Linked DNA regions of Sus scrofa: region 1 is linked to region 2. A link is a contact called in public HiChIP or PLAC-seq data. All regions are on one chromosome and are shown on one strand. The core of a region is the stretch at or near the end of the contact, and the rest is flanking DNA. Distances in the headings are between cores, read along the strand shown.

Region 1 (6,763 bases), core at 1,473-3,972, 520 kb after region 2:
AGGTTGATTTGGAGTTGCAGCTGCCAGCCTACACCACAGCCATGGCAACTCAGGATCTGAGCCACATCTATGACCTACACCACAGTTCATGGCAACGCCAGATCCTTAACCCACTGAGTGAGGCCAGGGATCAAACCCATGTCCTCATGGATACTAGTTTGGTTCATTACCACTGAGCCACAACAGGAACTCAAATAAATAAAACTGTCCCTTTGCCTGTTTTGTAGCTTGACCCTATTAATTAGCAGACTGTTAGCTGCATGCTTCCCAGGCTTCTTCCTAGTTGTGGGCATGCTGACCACTTAATTTTAATTAAGTTAACATCTTGATGATTTTAACAATTTGACGAACATGTGTAGAACTTTTCTGCTAGTTTGAACAAGTCAGGTATGACCAAGACACATCTCTGCACTTCAGGAGATTCTTAACTACTGGGCTTTCCACTGGCTGCTAAACAAAAAGCAATAGGATGAGCAAAGGACCTTGGAATTGAAAATAAACTCTGCAGTATCCACTCTAGACATCTTCACAAAAGGGATGACATTTCATTCATTCAATCATGAATTGATCTAAGAGCTTATAAATAGATTGAAAGCTTACCACATTCCAGACAAAGTCACCAGCCGTATGGAAATTTCATTCTAGTTCATCTTTCAGAGCCCTATATAATAGAAAGAATTTATCAGGCAGAGGGAACCAAAGGCTAGAGATGCTAAAGTACACAGGAGCAAAAGGACTGCAGGACTATTGCCTGGAGGAGAGTGTGGAGGAGGGAGGGGGAAGGGGGAACAAGTGGGAGACAAGACTGAAAAGGAGGTTAGGAAACCTAGTGTTAAAAAATCATGCTGCAAAATTTAGATATTTCCTGAAGGCTGTTTAGAGACATTAAATTAATCAGGAAAGTCACTTTAGAGACTTTAAGACCAGAGTCTGAGTATCCATGAGGACGCAGGTTTGATCCCTGGCCTTGCTCAGTGGGTTGGTGATCCAGTGTTGCTGTGACCTGCAGTGTAGGTCACAGATGTGGCTTAGCTCCCAAGTTGCTGTGGCTGTGGTGTAGGCCAGCAGCTGCAGTTCCAAATCAACCCCTAGCCTGGGAACCTCCATATGCCACTGGTACAGCCCTAAAAAAAAAACAAAAAACAAAAAAAACCAACCAACCAACCAAACAAACAAACAAAAACGGAAAATGGATCACATATGGTAGAGGCCTGAGTGTAAAGGGAAGCTTCAACAGGAAGTCAAGACCTGAAGGGGAGTCTGACTACTTTCTGGGTCTGAATTATGTAGTTGACTGTATACACCCACAGACATTGTAACCCATCCAGGTTAATGCACCAGCACCAGCAACAAATCTTTTTTTTTTTTTTGGCAGCCAAAAAAAAGGCATAAGATCCTAGGCCAGAGATTGAACCTGCACCACAGCAGTGACTCCAGCCACAGCAGTGACAACACTAGATCCTTAATCCACTGAGCCACCAGAGAACTCCACCGTTAACAAATCTAAGGAAAGCTAGGGACACCATACCAGCTTTATTTGCTCATCTTTCAAGTAAGGTCTGGGCTAGGACCCAGTCTTTTTTTTGGAGGGAGCTCTAGGGTAGAGATGATAGTCTGGGGATTTTAGCCCTGTGAAGGAGCAATTTACCTTAGGTCTGAAAGGAGATAGGAAGGCAGTTGACTCTGGGAGAAGTGGCTTATGAAGAATTAGTAAAATTCCTCTAGATTAGCAGGTTTACCGTTTTTTGTTTTTTGGGTTCCTTTTACTGCACCCTGGGCAGGCGGAAGTTCCCAGGTCAAGGATTGAAGCTGCACCACAGTAGAGACCAGAACTCTGGGTCCTTAACTTGCTGTGCTATAAGGAAACTCCGAGCATGTTTACAGATTAAAAATGTCTTCTCTTAGCAATGATTCTGCAACCTTTTTGGCTTTGCCATTACATCTTTACAGGAGCAATGCTCAGAACACCCCATGGTGGTATGAGTGTGATTAGGTCTCAGATTAGGCCTTCAGTTTGTGTTCCCAACAGCCAGCTGGTACTGCCTCTGCCACTTTACACCTGTGCAACCTTCCATAGAATTACTTCCTCCTTCACGCCTCAGTTTCCTGCTTGCAAAATGCCAGTAAGGATAGTCATCCCATTGGGTTATTCTGAGGATTACATGAGGTAGTTTTTTGGGGGGGTTTGCAATTTTTTTGCTTTAGCATATGGAAGTTCCCAGGCTAGGGGGTCCAATCAGAGCTGTAGCTGTTAGCCTACAGGATCCGAGCCGTGTCTGCCACCTACATCACACCTCACGCCAACCGGATCCTTAACCCGTTGAGCAAGGCCAGGGATGGAACCCGCGTCCTCATGGATCCTAGTCAGGTTCATTACCCGCTGAGCCACGAAGGGTCCTCCTACGTGAGGTAGTTAACAAAAGCTTTGGACACACACTGAGCACCCTATTAAACACTAGTTATGATTGTTACATTGTCTGTATTGGTCCTTGTCTGTGTCCCAACCTGCGCGCTCTTTCCCCGCATCTGCACAAGCGAAATCGACCACCTCATCCGAACACACAGCACTAGGTGACTAGACGACTGGCTGGGTTTGCGCGCCGTGAGGCAGCCAGGAGAAAACCCGCGCAGCCGCAGAAGGGCTTGCAGTGGCGCCTGCCCTCCACTGGGGGCAGATGGGTTCGCCCCGCCCCCTAGAGGTCAGAGGTCACCGGACGGCAAAGGAGCAGCTCCGCATCGCGGATCCCGAGTCCCGCGCCGATGGCGCCGGCGCAGCGCTGCCCTCTTTGCCGCCAGACTTTCTTCTGCGGTCGCGGGCACGTCTACAGCCGCAAGCACCAGCGGCAGCTGAAGGTGGCTTTGGAGCGGCTCTTGCCGCAGGTGCGGACAGGAGGCCGGAGGGGACCATGGAAGCCCGGGGGCGGGGATGCGAGCGAGCAGGGAGGGCCGGAGGGCTTGGGATCTGAAAGTCCCGCCGGGGTTCCACTTAGCCTCTCCCCCTTTCTGCCACAGGTAGAGGCTGCCCGCAAGGCGATCCGCGCCGCTCAGGTGGAGCGTTACGTGCCCGAGCACGAGCGCAGCTGCTGGTGCCTGTGCTGCAGTTGTGAGGTGCGGAAACACCTGAGCCACGGAAACCTGACCGTGCTGCACGGGGGGCTCCTGGAGCATCTGGCCAGGTGAGCGCCGTGTCAGGAGCCGCATAACAAAATCGAGCACACTTGTGGAAGGGAGGGTTTGGGGTGGGTGAGAGGAAGAACGCTTTTGTGATTTGATCAGGGTAGATAATTGAATCCTCTTATAGGCATCAAGGGTAGCAAGTTTATGGCTGCCATGGTCCCAGTGGTGTTGGAGGTCTAGCTCGAAAGCCAGCTGAGCAGCTGCCTCAGACAAGGTTGCTGCCCATCACTTCCTCTCAGATTCTTCCATTTTTATTGGGAGGAGACTGGAGATGCTGGAAGAGACTACTAACAGCATACATCTCTCAGCCTTGCCCAGAGGCAGAAACCCAGACGTCAATTTGCATTATTTATTTAATGCCTATATATCTGAGTAATATTCTTTAATCTCTCATTGAGATTACTTATCCTCTCCAACCTCAGCCCAGAGCACAAGAAAGCAACCAACAAATTCTGGTGGGAGAACAAGGCTGAGTTCCAGATGAAAGAGAAGTTTCTGATCTCCCCCCAGGATTATGCACGGTAAGTCCCTGGTTATGAATGATTAAGTGGCAGAGTGTGGATTTTCTGGGTCTGTGTTAGGTACTGGAGCTTCGTCTATTCATTAGAAGTATGGTGGACCTCATTAGTATCCATTTTCTTCGTAGCACTCATTCTAGGCACTATTTTGGACACAAAAAAACTATGACAGAGTCCTTGAAAGGTTTATAATCTAGTTAGGGCATGGGATTTAGTGTATTGAGCCAATAGAGAACAGCATGTAATGAAAGTTGGCAGTAAGCAATTACTTAATGTGTGACAGAGAGACTACTAAGGTCCTTTAGGAACAGAAGAGGCTATTTTCTTCCTTTTTTCCATTCTCCTTTATTCTAAAAACACCTAGTTTGTTGCAACCTCATAGATCAAAAAATAAAGTCAGAAAAGGGTGTGGGGAAGATCTTTGTAATGTGCAGGGGTTGGGAAAGGAGAAACGGTTGGTAACCCGTCCTCTCCTTGCACACGCAGCCCTGGCTAGGCAGTAGGGGATCTGAGAAGGAAATAGGCAAAGATCTAGGGTTGCTGAGGGTTGGAGGCGGCCCCTAAACACAGAGCTTACCCCAAAAGCCCCTTCAGTGCATGACAGGGAAGATGAGATTCAGAGATGGAAGCAGCAAACAGAAAAATCAAGTTAGCAGTTACACAGGAGAAGTGGAGTCATTATGGTAAGGAGCTTAAAGAAGGAAAAACTAGGTAAAGGGGCAATGAGAAGTTCTCCTTGAGACAACCCCCACCCCACCCCACCCCCGCAAGGGGGAAAGAGAGGTAGGAGCCAGTTTGCCTGTTAACTTAATATTAAATTGGGAGTGGGAGTTAACAAGGAAAGTTATTTCAGGGGATGATTTCTCACCCTGTACAAGAGAAGCTGAGGGGCCAGGCCCGGCCCCTCACTAGTCAGCATGGTGGTGGGATTATGGGGAGGGGGAGTCCTCAGGGCCCTGTATAGCTGGGCAGGGAGGCCCTTCAGCCCTTCATCCCACATCCCTTGAAGCCTTGTGCCAGTGAAATTCCAGAGGGCACTGCTGCCAGAATCGGGATGTCTCCCTCTGCCATTCATTGTTAAATGTGGCCTCACTCTCATCCAGGATGTAATCCTGCTGCTTCTCCTGGTCTCCTGTGCGGTGGTTTCAGGGAGCACTGGAGGATGTGAGCCTGGTCTCGGAAGTGACGTCCCATGGACATCTGCTCCAGTCCACTGTCCGAGTCCTGTGCAGTCCCCCATCTCCAGGATCCCACCTGGGGCTCAGCGCCTCTGATGTTGCCTGGTAGACCTTGGAGGCACCATCGCCATGTTGAAGTAGATGATAGTGGAGGATGACAAGGTCTGGCAGTTGCCTCCAGCTGTCATGTGCTCCATGTTCCCAATCATGTCCATGAAGCCACCCCACCTTCCCAGCATCCTAAAGTGGCATGTTGCCACCAGTGATGCTGAGGAAGGGGCTATATCCAAAGCCATCTGACAACTTCTCGTTCACGTGCTGATGGTGAATGGCAAAGGGGTCCATCAGAACGTGGGGTCCTCAGGTCCCTCATGAAGTGGAACATCGTGATTTTAGCTCCAGGGGGCTCCACTTGGTTCCTGATTGGGCTCCATGGCCCATCTGGCCTGTCTTACCTTTCCCAGGTCATGGCAGGATCTGGCTTGAGGCCCAAGACATGGGATCGGTCCAGACATGAGCTCTGAAGCCTCCATGCACCACCCCCCCGCCCCCGGTCCACCGGCTAGAAGAGGCTTTTTTTATTTTTTCCCTCTTTTTGGCTGTTCGTGGCATATGGAGTTCCCAGGCCAGGGATCAGATCCAATCTGCAGTTGTGATCCACGCTGCAGCTGTGGCAATGCTGGATCCTTAGCCCACCTTGCAGGGCTGGGGAGCAAACCTGTGTCCCAGCGCTCCAGAGGTGTCACCAATCCCAATGCACCACAGCGGGAACTCCCAGAAGAGTCTTTTTATAGTGTGCAAGCAACTTGTGCTCACACAGTGCTCACCAACTTATATTTTAAGTGGCCTCTGGAGGACCCTGAGCAACTGGAATGCAGGAAGGGGGTCAGCACAGAGGGTGAGCCCTGCCTGCCTCAGGAAGCTCACATCACTTTTATTGGGATCATATTGAGATTAGAAAGTGTGGAACCCAAGGGGATCCCAAAGCCAAAGTTAAGGAAACACATGGTGTTTATTACTCCTTTCTATTCACTGTGGATAATAATGAGGGAATAAGAAATGCCTAAATCCAACTAGCTTGCCTAGGGATTCAGAGCAGGAAACCAAGGCCAAAAAGCACTCACTCCTCACACCCTGACCCCCCCCCCTTCATATGGTTTTCAGTGGATGAATAAAGGATAGTTGAGCAGAAAAGACTTATTGAGAATTATGAGGATGAGTATGGACTCTTTGAACTTTTTGGGGGGGTGGAGCACCGCACCAAGGTTGATTCCCTGGACGTGCAGGTTTCCAGGCTAGGGATCCAGCCCACACCACAGCAGTGACAATGCCCGATCCTTAACCTGCTGTACCACCAGGGAACTCCATGAACTTCTTATTTAAATATAGTTTGATTTTTGAACCTTACAAACTTCACTCACACAAGATAAGGCCCAGCCAAGCCTGACTGATTGGACCAGTAAAGATACAGTAAGCCACATTTAGATTTAGGCAGTCTATTACTTACATAGGCAGTGAAAATAATAAGTCCAAAGTGCCAGCTTCCCAGGTCATACCACACACCGAAAAGGACCGCACTGATACACGTACAACTGAGAGACTGCAGTGGGAGCTGTGTGATACCATTGCTGGGAAGCCAAGTCTAGACTGCAGCCACATGCTTTACATCTGCAGCTCTGAGAGCAGAAAGCCCCATAACCCCATCAGAACGCAAGTTGATGAGAAACTGTTTGTGAGGGCCTCCCATGAGACAGGGAGGCGAGTGGGGGATGGCCTCCTAGCAGCTCCTTTCAGGCAGCTTGTGTTTCCTGGAGGATCATGCAAACCTTCAGCCAAGATTCTGATAAGCTGTGGTTCAAGGCCCTGCCTATATGGATACATCCAAGGCTG
Region 2 (6,623 bases), core at 1,652-4,151:
TGAGCTTCATTTCATATTTATTATCTTCATTTATATCTCTGAGAATTAACTATATAAAAAAGCTTCTGTCTGCTTGTATTTATCTTCCAAACCCAGTCTAATAGGATATTTTGACTTTTAAAAGAAGTGGAGAAAAGACCAGAATTTTATAGGAGAAAATTGGAAGAAAAAACGGGCACAAAACCTCAGAAGGCAGCTGTTCCCAGCGGCTTTCTATTGAACAACCTCTATGCTGCCTCTTGTATCTGTGTCTGTATTCTACTTCTGTGTTTAGTCTTCAGATTGTAAGCCTTTCTGGCAAGCTTGTTTTTGTTTTTTTTTTTTAAAGCTCTTTTCCTGAAACTTTTTATGAAAGGCTATGGCACCATTAATGCTGCTGAGTATCTTTAAACTCATTACAAAGACAAGTGCATAGCTTAAGGCCACTATTGGTAAGGAAGCCAGGTGTCCTCTGTGCCTTTTTTCTTTCCTTGAAGTAATTTAAGAACACCCCAAAAATGAGACTAAAAAATTATCATCTTGGTACAACATGGTATTTATATATGCACTTGGACACTTAAAGAGGTGTTGTGTTATCCAGAATGCAGAAGCAGCTCTAAACTTATTAGAGCAAACTTTCTGATATATCAAGTTTTGTGTGTTGGCTTTGCTAGGGTATGATAGGAAAATGAAGACTCTTTAATCAGCTCTAGTATTGCTTTTTAAGAGGGTAATACTAAACTTGGAAAATTATTTAAGTAGGTTTTATCAAGCAATCTGGGTTGTTGTTTTTTTTAATATAGTTTTTAATAGATATTTGAAAAGTGAAAGAAACTTCAGAGGTTTTTTAATGGTGCAGGTGAAGGTGCCGGTTGCTATTTGGTATCACACCCTACAAAAGCTTCATTACTTTATTTGATGCTGGTTGCTAAGCAGCCATTGCACAGAGCATAAGTCTACTGGGTGCCTTTACAAGCCAGAGGCTTGATGCTGCACTGTTGATGTCACGTAAGAAAATAATGCACATGCTCTAACTGCTAAACAGGAAAAGAAACCTAGAAACAAAGAAAATGAAGAACAAAATGACAAAAAAGTTTGATTGAAATAAAATTTGATCAACATAACTGTATTTGGAAACATTCCAGGAAGGTTACTTCTGATCAAACTTGCCTGGGGGTGTTTGTTCAAACTTGTATTTAATAAATGAACATCTGACTTACAACCTTTTGTTATCACTTCCTTTATTACAGTATTAAAAGGCAGTGGCAATTTCAGAAATCCTTCTGAAAACTTCAAGGACTCTACACTTCACTTTTTTTTTTTAAGGTCGTATCAAACGTGTGGCCTGGCTAACTTGACCTCCCTTGCTAGACTTCTGGACCCTGGAGTTAGCTTCAGAAGATGAGTCTCTGGGCATGTATTTTCCTAAGCAGTTCATTTTTGGCTTCACTTTTCTGGCCCAAACCACAGGTCTTTCATTTTAATTGTTGATTATCATGTTCCCCTTTCTTGCCTCTTGTTTCTGTACTCTCCTATGCAAGACCTCAACCCAGATTAACTAACCCAGCCATTCTCCCTGCTCCAATATTCCAGCTACAAACAACTATTGGAGAAAAATGACAGCCTTTAGAGTGGTGTGGCCATAAATGTGTCTCTAACATTACCCAACAACTCTGTGTGTCCTTAACTTAGCAGCTATTCCAAACTTAACCTCTTTCCTCAAATTCTCTCCCACGCTCCCATTTAACCCTTCACACTCAGGTGAACTTGCCTTCTATTTCAAAGACATCAGAATTTCCACTTTCAGACTTCTCTTTCATCATTCCATCTGTGGAAAAGGCCCCACCACTCCAGGGCTAATCCCAACAACCTTATCTCCTACCTCAGCAGGAATCTTGTCAGTCCCCTCTCTCTAGCTTCATCTCTCCCTTCAGTTTCACATCTCATTTGGTTTTCTGATTCATATTCCTTTATAGCCATATTTCTCACTCATCCACTCTGACTTCTGTCCTAATTGTTTGAAACTGATCTATGTTTCCATACTGCTAAATTAACATCCCCAGCCTTTCTTTGACTTCTCTAGAGTATCAGGCAACTGAATCACTCCTTCACTCAAAGGCTGATCTTGGCTTCTTGATATCACTCCTAATTTTTCATTCCACCTCTAACCATTCCATCAATCAAAGTTTTACTTCTGCTCAGGCTTCTTCCAGGTACATTACTTATTCTGTTTTTCTCATCAAATGCCACTTCCCTATATGTATCTTTTCCTCCAGTTATATTTAACTATAAAGTTTCAACTCTGTAGTACATAGGTGTTCTGTTATACATTAATTCAAGGACCTCCTTCTCTAGGAAGTCTTCCCAGATCAGCAAGACGCCTAATTCCATACTAATGCCTTTTCTTTGTTTACAATGCAACTTCTTCAGATCCCAACTCTGCTATATGAACATTTATCAATTCCAGTCTTAAATGGGGACGTTACCTGACACAGAGGCTTTCTTTAAATTCCAGAATGCCTAACAGACTGGAAGCCGTCAGTAAATGTGATTTTGTTCTTTATATCTGAACAGTTCCTTGTGGCTGGTTAGGGAATTAGATTCTAACCCTGATACAGGATGCAAGGGAGACGGGGATTACAAAAGATCAACTAGAGAAAAGCAATGGGCTGAGGCAGATGACAAGTTACGTAGCGCCCCCCCCCCCCCCCACTATACATGTTTGGCCTAGGACCCTCTGCCTTTGTAAGACGATCGTGTTGGCCTAGAAAAATCGCAACAGCGCCTTCCAGTCCTAACTTCCCACGTTGTCCCAGAAAAGCTGCAAAAGCACCCTACACAAAAAGTGGAGGTGGGAGCAGCAGGCTGCCCGGGACGCTCAGGGCACATGCGCCTTCCCGCCCCGCTCCTGTCTTCCGACTTCCCTGAGCGGCTGCCCCAAGAAATGCCTGTTTCTCTGCGGCAGAAATGTGTTGCTTTTTACCTGCTCTCTGATCTCATCTTCTCATACCCACTTTTCCCTCTTGTGAGTGAAGAAAATAAACTGACCCACTGGATTCCGAAGAGACAGTACACCTAAATATATTGGACAGGCGCAGAAAGAGGAGGCCTGACCTTGGAAGCGGAACGGGGTCCTGCCGCAGGTCCTTCCTGGCGGGTGACATTCAGCCAGCCAGTCGCAGCGACGGACTTTCACTCCTAGAACCATGGCCCAGTTTGTCCGTAACCTCGCGGAGAAGGCACCGGTCTTGGTTAACGGTGAGCGCGGCGTGAAGCCTGCCGACTGGGGTACCCGGGCGCGGGGTGCGGGGGAGAGGCCTGCGAGGGCCTGAGGGGAGGACGCGGGCTGCGGTCACGAGGGGCCGGCGGAGCTGTTGTGTGTGCCGCCTGAAGGAGGACTGGGGACAGAAGGCAGATTCGCGATTCTTTTCTAGCCTTTTGGCCAGGCCTGCGGCTTGGGTTCTCTCTACAATCTAGAAGTTCTGAATTTTGACCACGACGGGGAGGGGAGGGAGTGTGCAAGCAGCCGGGGGTTGCCCTGCAGCCGCCGCCATGACGCCCTTGGACCGCTCGGAAAAGGAGCAGGGAGGGGGATGGCTCTGTTAGGAGGGCGAGGGAGGTGAGGACAGAGACGTGTAGAAGTACAGACGTGCGGCCTCATCGGCTTTTCTGCTTCCGGTGGAGTATTTGGAAGGCTACAGAGCTTTTAAGGATGGGTGACCTTTGGAACGTTGCCTTTGCTTTATGCCTTGGCCAGGCTCCGAGGTATTTTGTCTTTAATCTAAGTGAGTTTTCAGATGAAGTTGAACTTTACGGACGAATGTCCCTGCCTTGGTAAGTATAGGAAGGGATATGTGTAAATAGTAATCCTTATTATCATAGTTCAGCGTCCGTGGGGATTTTCCGTTTGGAAAAGCATCGCTGGTCGAACGCTGTGTTTCGGAACAGGTGAATAGTCACAGCCCAGAGTAGTAGTCTTAAGTGAGTAAATGTTTCAGTTGTCTGCTGGGTATCAAGCTATTCATTTTATTCCCAAAATGAGATCAGTTAAATTAACGGAAGCCTTTCCATTAGATGTGCTATATTCTAAGTAAGTGGTTGAAGCGCAGATCTCTAAATAGCTTTCGGTCAGATTTGATTAGAAAAGTAAATAGAAATTTTTTTAATATGTATAATATTTCTGAAGCTATTTTGCTGTGATTGGTATTTTCTTATTCATTGTCTCCTTCCTTTCTTCCATGAACAGTTATTGAAAGTCTTAACAGTCAAATAATTGATTCTTCCTATGGTTCCCTTCCTACTACCAGTTAATACACTTAACCAAAGAACTTAAGTGTGCAACTTTACTAAAAGCACTACATTTTTTACATAGTACAAAGAGAAGACATAGCAGCTTGCTTATTTCGACTTTGTGGATGATTTGAGACAAATTTTCTAGAATTGCAAGTGGGTTTTTTTTTCCTCCTGCCATGGCTTTCACATCTTTTTTAATTCCTTCTTTGCCTGTTTTTTTAATTGCCACACGTGTGGCATATGGAAATTCCCAGGCTAAGGGTCAAATCCGAGCTGCAGCTGCCAGCCTACACCACAACCACAGCAATTCGGGATCCGAACCCCATCCACAGCCTACACCGCAGCTCACGGTCAACACCAGATCCTTAACTCCCTGAGCGAGTCCAGGGATGATGGAACTTTCATCCTCATGGGCTAGTTGGGTTCGTTTCCACTGAGCCACAGCAGGAACTCTGGCTTTCACATCTTTTCAGTGGTGTCTTGAGGAATTGAAGACCAATTTTTTTTTTCCAAATGATTTTTATCTTTTCCATTATAGTTGGTAAGACCAATTTTAATAATAGTTTACAAAAAAAATAAGAAAGTTTTAAATTATGAAATATAACTTGTTATAATTAATTCAGCTCTTTATTATGAATAAAGATAAAGGTTGTTATTCTTCCAGACATACTCAGAAAGGAGAACTCAACCGGGGCCAGAATGCTAAAGTAGAAATATATTTTGTTTTCTAAATTAACTCAGTGTATTAAATGTTAATGTTAAGTATATGAAAAATTGGAGTTCTCTTCTGGTGCGACAGGTTAAGTATCCAGCCTTGTCACAGTCTATGACAGTTTCATAGTCTTTGCTTACCTTTCATGACCTTGACAGTCTTAAGGTGTCTGTCTAGGTGTCCTATAAAGATGGTCCTCAATTTGGATTTGTCTGGAGTTTTTGTAATGATTAGTCTGGAACTATGGATTTTGAAAGAGAATACCACCAAAGGGAAGTGCCCTAATCACATATCAGGATGTGAGTGATATTCATATAACATCACTAGTGAAATTAGCTTTCATCATTTGGTTAAGGTAGTTTCACTAGGTTTCTCCTAAAGTTACTGTTTTTTCCTTTCCATATTTTTTAGAAGCAAGTAACTAGGAGTTCCCTGGTGGCCTAGTGGTTAAAGGATCCAGCATTGTCACTGCTCTGGTGCTTGTTTGATCCCCAGCCCGGGAACTTCCACACGCCATGGATGTGGCAAAAAAAAAAAAAAAAAAAAAAAGAAGTAGGAGTTCCGTAGGGCACAGTGGTTAGCGAATCCGACTAGGAACCATGAGGTTGCAGGTTCGATCCCTGCCCTTGCTCAGTGGGTTGACGATCTGGCGTTGCCGTGAGCTGTGGTGTGGGTCACAGACGCGGCTTGGATCAGGCGTTGCTGTGGCTCTGGCGTAGGCTGGTGGCTATGGCTCCAATTAGATCCCTAGCCTGGGAACCTCCATATGCCACAGGATCGGCCCAAGAAATGGCAAAAAGACAAAAAAAAAAAGAAGTAGTAGTAACTAAATTGGGGGAGGTAGAGGCAGGATTCCATCTCCTGTAGGAGGGAATATCTACATATATTTAGTAGAATTCTTCTATGAGAAATAATTGTCTCTGCCTCATATATTTATTCAGTCATTCATTGTGTGGACTCATGCACATTTATTTCATACTTTGTACCTCCAGTAGTATATTATTTTGTTGCTCAAACTATTCCAGCTTTGGCCATTGAGAACTCTTTCAGTATGGCACCTCTCTCCTTTGGACATTCCCCCTTTCTAGTTCTACAAGATGCTTCAGATTCTATGTATTCCCTGCCCTAGCCTTAAAATAGCCATTTCTCCAAAGAACCTGAGTTCTTTTTATTGGACAATAGTAATTTGAAACTAAGATCTAGGTACTGTATATATTCCTTGCTACTAGTCTACGGTAGTCACCCTTTAATCACAGGGGATAAGTTCCAAGACTGCCAGAGGATGCCTGAAACTACTGGTAGTACTAAACACTGTATATGCTGTGGCTTTTTTGTTTTTTGTTTGCTTGTTGTTTTTACTACTGCATGTATTGCATTCGGAAGTTCCCGGGCTGGGGGCCTAATCAGAGCTGCAGCTGCTGGCCACAGCCACAGCACTGCCAGATCCTTAACCCACTGAGTGAAGCCAGGGATCGAACCCAAATCCTCGCAGATACTACATCGGGTTCTTAACCCGCCGAGCCACAACAGGAATTCTGTATGCTGTTTTTTCCTATACATACACACCTGTGATAAAGTTAATCTATAAACTAGGCACAGTAAGAGAGTAATACCAATAATTAATAAAATAGAACAGTTG

Evidence for each region. HiChIP or PLAC-seq counts read pairs in DNA pulled down with a chosen protein or histone mark.
Region 1: a contact with region 2 is called in an H3K27ac HiChIP or PLAC-seq map of skeletal muscle, with 4 times the contacts expected there. The contact joins the promoter of CCDC84 here to the promoter of ATP5L in region 2. A contact is called at or near these places in 1 of 5 promoter capture datasets (liver) and 1 of 2 datasets of contacts at active chromatin or transcription factors (skeletal muscle).

The regions. Positions count from the first base shown.
Region 1 is chr9:46,227,688-46,234,450 of Sscrofa11.1, forward strand. CCDC84 (coiled-coil domain containing 84) reads left to right here and starts at 2,723. Exons shown (of 11, transcript NM_001244396.1): 1 at 2,723-2,880; 2 at 3,013-3,176; 3 at 3,600-3,698. The coding sequence starts at 2,761. It also overlaps the pseudogene LOC110255442.
Region 2 is chr9:45,703,548-45,710,170 of Sscrofa11.1, forward strand. ATP5L (ATP synthase, H+ transporting, mitochondrial Fo complex subunit G) reads left to right here and starts at 2,902. Exons shown (of 3, transcript NM_001244137.1): 1 at 2,902-3,237. The coding sequence starts at 3,186. LOC102167309 (a long non-coding RNA gene) reads right to left here and starts at 3,225. Exons shown (of 2, transcript XR_002335663.1): 1 at 3,094-3,225.